Regions from separate parts of the Gossypium hirsutum genome. Here region 2 is linked to region 1. Evidence: chromatin contacts called from public Hi-C data. All regions are on one chromosome and are shown on one strand. The core of a region is the stretch at or near the end of the contact, and the rest is flanking DNA. Distances in the headings are between cores, read along the strand shown. Region 1 holds the start of LOC107954280 (protein SAWADEE HOMEODOMAIN HOMOLOG 1). Region 2 has its middle 16 kb from the start of LOC107954279.

Region 1 (3,382 bases), core at 487-2,986:
ACCACTATGTCAAAACAAGAAAGATGCCAAGCAAAAGGATCTGGCAATTAATCGAAACTATCATACACGTGAAACAGAAACTAGACAACTACTGTAACTTCACAATGCTAATGAATTACGAATAACATTAACGATGTATTCAAGATAGTAAGAAGAAAGAACAAAGGAAACATTAAGATGTAGGAAGCTTTCCACACTGAGAAATCTGAATATATGTAATAATTCTATGGCACCTTTGGTTCCGCAATTTAGACACTATAATTTGGACCGGGATTTCTGAAACTATTCATTCATAAATACAACTACTAATGATAATATGACATATTGCCATGCTGAGAAACCTGAAAGTATGTAAAAATTCCATATCACCATTTGTTGTAGATTCTAGACACCATGATTTGGAGCTAATTTCTAAAACAATTCATTCATAAAGAAAACTAATATTGATAATATCATATGAATACAAAAACGTGAAAAAAAACTTTAAAAAGAACCATGAATATAAGCAAAAAGTAAGAGCTAAAACTGCACATTTGTTAAGAAATTAAGAAGCTTGTAAAATACCCAGATAAAGAAATGCCATTTGAAAAAGAAACGAAAGAATTTTATTACCTCAGCTTTTGTAAACCCAGAGAAGACCGGCCTCTGTCTTGGGCTTAGACGATCCATCAAACACTGGAAACAGTTAGTGGGGTAACTGAGATCATACAATTGGAGATTAAGAGTGCCTAAATTTATATAATTTTGAAAACCTAAAGTCTTTAAGTTTCAAAAACAGGGTATATCCAAGCCAATTTAAGCGCCTTTTTGTAGTTTTTGATTCAATTCTATATGATCTTTCACCTTTTCTTCTTTTTTGCTAACTAGAGTTGCAGAAAAGATTCTTCGCTCAAATATCAATTTTCCAATTGATAAGCCAATAAGGAGTTAAGAATCTAGCCAAACATAAAATAATAAACTGGCATGAGTCCCAAGCAGTAGAGATCATAGAAAGACTTCATTTACCTGAAAAATGTAGCGACACATTTAACAATATCAACTAACATGGAAGCAGACATTGCGTGTTTTAAAGATCTATGGTAAAGCACTTGGAGATGTAACCTACAAATTAAAAAGGAAAATCAGTTGTGGCACAAATAAAGAGACTTGGACGAGAAATAATAACATTCACATGGACATTCATCTTAAAGGACCCCATAAAGGTGCCTTATTATGTAAAACAGAAATAGAAAATATGAACTAACATAGACCTTCAGAAGATGAGCCTATAGAAAATATGAAATCATCTATAGATCATTAAGACATTAGGTAAACAAAGTTGACAAATGTTGCCGCCATAGAAAGTGACATGAGCAGTTTCCCAGGATCCACCAGTGTAAACACCGGGGCAGGGATTCTTGCGTTAACTAATACAAAAATGGAGAACAATGAAGCTAAATGAAGCATGGTAAAGGAAGAAGATGAAGCAACGGTGTAGCCATTGTTTTTTGTTTGTATAAAAGAGGAATAGAAATGTTTTTTGGGACGAATGAAATGTGAGGAAGAAGATGAGGAAATGCAGAGGGCTACCGATTTGGGGAAATTGGGGGGAAAAATAAAGGGAATCGGGTTAGAGGGAGAAATGATTTGGGAAAAATAAAAGGGCTACCGATTTGGGGAAATTGGGGGGAAAATAAAGGGAATCGGGGTAGGGGAGAAAGGAATTAAGAGGAAAAAGAGTGGGGGGAATCGATTTTGGGAAAAGGAGGAGGAAAAAAATAATAAATAATAAAATATTTTTTGCGGCGCTTTTTTAAAAACGCCGCTAAATACCCGAGAATTAGCGGCGCTTCTTCAAAAACGCCGCTAAAGACCCAAGCATTAGCGGCGCTTCTTCAAAAACGCCGCTAAAGACCAGAGCATTAGCGGCGCTTCTTCAAAAACGCCGCTAAAGACCTAAGCATTAGCGGCGCTTCTTCAAAAACGCCGCTAAAGACCCGAGCATTAGCGGTGCTTCTTCAAAAACGCCGTTAAAGACCCGAGCATTAGCGGCGCTTCTTCAAAAACGCCGCTAAAGCCCCGAAAACTCAAAGAACGACATCGTTGGGCTTAGGTTTTTTGCGGCACTTTTTGGAAAACGCCGCTAATGCTCATTTTTAGCGGCGTTTTCCTAAAAAAGCTGTTAATTCTTGATCTTGCTTGATTTTTAGCGGCGTTTTTTATCCAAACGCCACTAAAAACACCGCTAAAAGCCTGTTTTGGTGTAATGTTTATTAAAATTAATATTGTTATTATATACCTATAATTCTTAATATTTTATTAAATTCTTAATATATGATACTTTTAAATTTTATGTATAAAAGTAAAACATTATAATCAAACATTTATTAACTATTATCTAATATAACTATTACCTAGGTCAATATTGATCCATGGCCATTATTTTTTTTCCTTTTCTTTATTTTATAAAAAAACATTTTTAATTCTTAACTCTTGAGCAAGAGTTTTTTATTTTAAGAAGTAAACTAAAAACCTTAAGGTAACTTACTCATCAAGGTAGTCACTAATTATTTACCTTTTACTCAGTATTAGTTTTTTTTTTAATCAATTGCCATAGTCTTTCAATTTCAAATACCTTTCTATACACATTCTCCTTACTAAGTGCTAGTCTTATCGGTTATGCATCAAAATCCGTGATTAATGCACATAGAATAGTTTAAAGAGATCATTTGATTAAAATGGACTCACTAAATCCACTATGATTGATTTAATTAGTGAAACACAAAGGGAAGCACATCTACTTGAGCATGGTTATACATTTGAATGGGTTGAACATAGAATCATTAGAGACTTATGTTGTTATTTAAACAAGGATTTCAAGCCTAATTCTAGAAATATTTGTAAGGGCATGTTCTGCAGTGCTTAAAAAAAGCACTTCTGACTCCAAAAGCACTTTTGGAAGAAAAACTGTGCTAAACAAGCTGCTTTTGACTGAAATTTTTGGCTTTTCAGATGTATTTTTTAAAAGCACTTTTGAAAATGTGAAGCTAAAATTTTTAGTTTTTCCTCTCCCAAAAGCACTTTTAGTGCTTGATTACTTTTTCACCCCTCCAATAACATAGTACTTTCCCTTTTTCTTTTCTTGGTGCTTAATTACAAATGTGTTAAAATTATTAATTAAAAATAAAAAATATTTTTTAAAAATACTAATTACAAATATTTAATGGTTATATTTAAATATTTAAAATATAGTTTATATATTCTAATTAAATTTTATAAATAATTAATATTTATTGCTTAAAAATATTTAAAATTTATATTTCATATATTAAAATATTAACAAGTTATAATATTTTTTTTATATTCTTACTAAAATATAATAATATTAACAAATTTAAATATT
Region 2 (3,382 bases), core at 620-3,119, 98 kb before region 1:
AACTTAAATTTAACTGAAAATTAAATTTTTAAAAATAAAAATATAAAAATTAAATTATCTACAAATAAAGAAATGAAAAAGACAGGTGTGGCAGCCTGCCGTCAGTCACGGGATACTTTTCATTTTCGGTCACGGGGTACTTTTAATAATTTATATTCTTTCTTTTTTCAGTCCTCCGCCTTCTTCAAACACTTCAATTTCCTTGCAATGTGTATGGATTAAAACAAAACAAAAACCAGATGCTGATATATATATATATATTTTCCCTTCACGAGCACGTTGACGAATCATTATGCCAACTACCAAAATTTTCAATTAAAACAAACATTGATTGCGAAAGTTTCGCTATATATTCCCAGTTGCACAATGCTAAAATTCCCAACCCATTTTCATTCCATGGAAGCAACAACATCGAAAACCCTCCTCATGTTTTGGCTACTCGTCACCTGCATTGCTGCAGTTTCATTGGGATCAGCAGTGGAAACCCAAGGTTTTGGGGGATGCCTCATGTCGTTCGCAAGTGTAAAAGGTTGCGTTGAGGCAATCCACGAGGTTGTTTCGCACGAGAAGTTCGATGCACTCCAACCTAAATGCTGCAAAGCAATCATCAAGCTGGGCGACAATTGTTGGCCAATTGTTTTTCCCAATCAACCTTGCCTTCCTGTCTTACTCAAGACCGTTTGTAAGGTTTTAGGGATGGTTGTGAAAGTTGAGAATGTTGCAGCAGCACCTTGATAGTTTGCGCTGTTGAGATTTTAACTTCCTTGGATTAAGAGATAACACAGCTCTATTCGTTCTTTTAGTCTTTCAAATCTTAAAGAACAAGTATTCTTTTTACTAGTTTGCCACATCGCCATTTTTCTATTATCCCAATACATTAGTATATATAAAGTTAAGGAGGTTAGACATTTTTATAGAGTTCCTTGGAGAATATTCTAAGCCTTTCAGTTTGTAATTTCTGGTTTTTTAGTTGTTTTCTTTTGTAATTGGTTTGTAAACCCTCAAGAAGGCTAGAATCTTCAAGGATTTGAGTGGAGATTGCTTGTTCTTGTTGAATTGGAAGTTTGTGGATGGGTCTGTTCATCCATTTCCTAATCTTTCCTTTTCCCCTGCTTTTGTTTTTATTTTTTTATTTCTGCAATCATGTTATGTGCTTATGATTTTGTTTTAAGTAATCTATTCATGCCTGGATATTAGCATATGAGTCACCAGCTAAAATGCTAATAATTTGGTAATTTCTGGTTAAGATAATTAATAGGTTGTTAGTAGCAGTTAGTTTAGCCATGCTGAGACTTATTACTCAAGCTATATAAATAGCAATTGATGTAAACAGAAAAATTAGTCTTCTATTAAATAAAATTCAGATAGTTCAGTTTACCGGAGATATTGGTTGTTGGTGTTCTTGGTTGATCTGCATTTCTCTGTTACTATTTTTAGGTGCCTTTTTTGTCATTGAATCTTCTCATATTCTTGATGTATTTGCAATGAGGTTGTCTTTGGTGTGTTAGTGTAAGTAGCAATTTACAATATAGAGCAACGGAAAAAATCAAACATAAACACTTCCGGCCATTGTTTGAAATAAATGTCAAAATCTAAATGTTATAACACCACTATCAAACATGTCGCACAACCGACGAGGTCGTCGAATTTAGTCGTACAAAAAACTGAAAACCACAAAAGCCTTTTAAGCACTCAGAAACCTCACAAGATGGAATATTTTTTGTTTTTTGATTTTTCAGTGCTTAGAGACTTTATGCTAGTTGGTATTCATAGTTGTGGTTCCCCATAAAAAAACCACCAACTACACATCCCACTATATCACATGCAAAGATGTGGAAGTTGAGGGTAGCTAGAGTGGGAATGGGCAGCAAACGTGGGGGTTATTCCCACCAACCAATAACAATTCCAACATTCTCCCACTTGGTTCGTATTGCCCATAAATACTTAAAGTCGAAACATAATGCACAAATCATAGAGATATTTTCTCTTAGAATTTGAATAGTATCTTCCATGTATCACAATATATCATGTCTCAACACTTTAGCCCAAATTTCTTAAAGAATAAACCCAATTTTTATTCTAGGTCCAAACTTTAGTGACATTTCTCAAAATAATCAAATTAATGTGCGCACAAAATATGAGAAACATCAAACTTAACAGAGTTTCTCTATAATCATTCATATAACCAAAATTTACAAGGTGGGAACAAGTCCCATAGTGATAACATGAACTTTCAATTTATGTGGTAGCATGCCTTTAGTCAAAGGATCAACTAACATCTGTTCAGTGTTAATGTGCTCAATGACCATTTTCTTTTCTTTAACACGTTCCCTTATGGCTAAATATTTAATGTCGATATGTTTACTTCGACTTCCACTTTTATTGTTCTTAGCCATAAAGATAGCAGCTGAATTGTCACAATGTATCATCATCAACCTAGAAATCGAATCCACAAGTTTAAGTCTAGAAACAAAACTCTTCAACCATACTCTATGTGAGGTAGCCTCAAAACATGAAACGAACTTAGCCTCCATAGTGGAAGTAGCAGTTAAGGTTGGCTTGACACTCCTCCAAGATATAATTTCATCAACAAACATAAATATTTAACCTGATATTGATTTACATGAATCAACATAACCGACAAAGTCTGAATCGAAGTCCAATCACCTCCAAATTGTCTGATCGTTTGTACGTAAGCATGTAGTCCTTTGTCTCTTTAAGATATCTCAAAACTTTCTTTACAGCTCTCCAATGGCCAGTACTTGGATTACTCTGATATCTTCCAAACATTCAAATTGCAAATGCAATGTTAGGTTTTGTGTAGACTTGAGCACTTGGATTACTCTGATATCTTCCAAACATTCCAATTGCAAATGCAATGTTAGGTTTTGTGTAGACTTGAGCATATGTAACACCTCAAAATTTGGGGATAGAAGTATTAAGGTCTATTGGTTGGGTCAGTAGTTCGAATGGGTTGTTAAGATAATTTTTGCATTTTAAAGATAGAATGAGCTTGTTGGTTTAGTGGTAAGGTGTTTGTTATCTTGCCTTTACATCTTGTGTTTGAATCCTCGTGTGTATTTAAAAGAAAGTATTTTTGGCTTCAACTTTGAAAATTCTGATAGGTTGGAGTTTTATTAAATTTGTTTTATCTATTTTATTATTTTTTTCAAAAAAATAGGAAATCCCAAAATTTCTCTCACGTTTCCTTTACTTTCTCCCTCAGGTTAGTTTCCTCTAGTTTAATTCCAGATTTTCGTGTTTGAACTCTTTTGCTTTTGTGTTCCCTTTTTCATCAATTTGTTTTCCTTGTTCCCAATTACCCTCATTTGTTCCACAAGTATTGATTACTTCATCGTATTTTACACTCAGCAGGGTTTCA

What was found. A called contact is a pair of places that touch in the nucleus more often than the background predicts.
Region 2: a Hi-C map of leaf shows a contact between it and region 1, with 1.5 times the contacts expected there. The contact joins the enhancer-like site here to the promoter of LOC107954280 in region 1. A contact is called at or near these places in 5 of 34 Hi-C or Micro-C datasets (anther and leaf).

What each region holds. Positions count from the first base shown.
Region 1 is chrD07:19,536,150-19,539,531 of Gossypium_hirsutum_v2.1, reverse strand. It overlaps LOC107954280 (protein SAWADEE HOMEODOMAIN HOMOLOG 1), which reads right to left and starts at 1,736. Exons shown (of 9, transcript XM_016889793.2): 1 at 1,251-1,736; 2 at 1,006-1,101; 3 at 613-675. The coding sequence starts at 1,026.
Region 2 is chrD07:19,634,033-19,637,414 of Gossypium_hirsutum_v2.1, reverse strand. No RefSeq gene overlaps it. Among protein-coding and RNA genes, the nearest start is that of LOC107954279, 16 kb to the left of the region's middle. Within about 2 kb of position 1,869, at least 4 of the 9 cell types and tissues checked have an H3K27ac peak or open chromatin away from gene starts, as enhancers often do. A contact at or near this core is called in leaf, where this site is marked.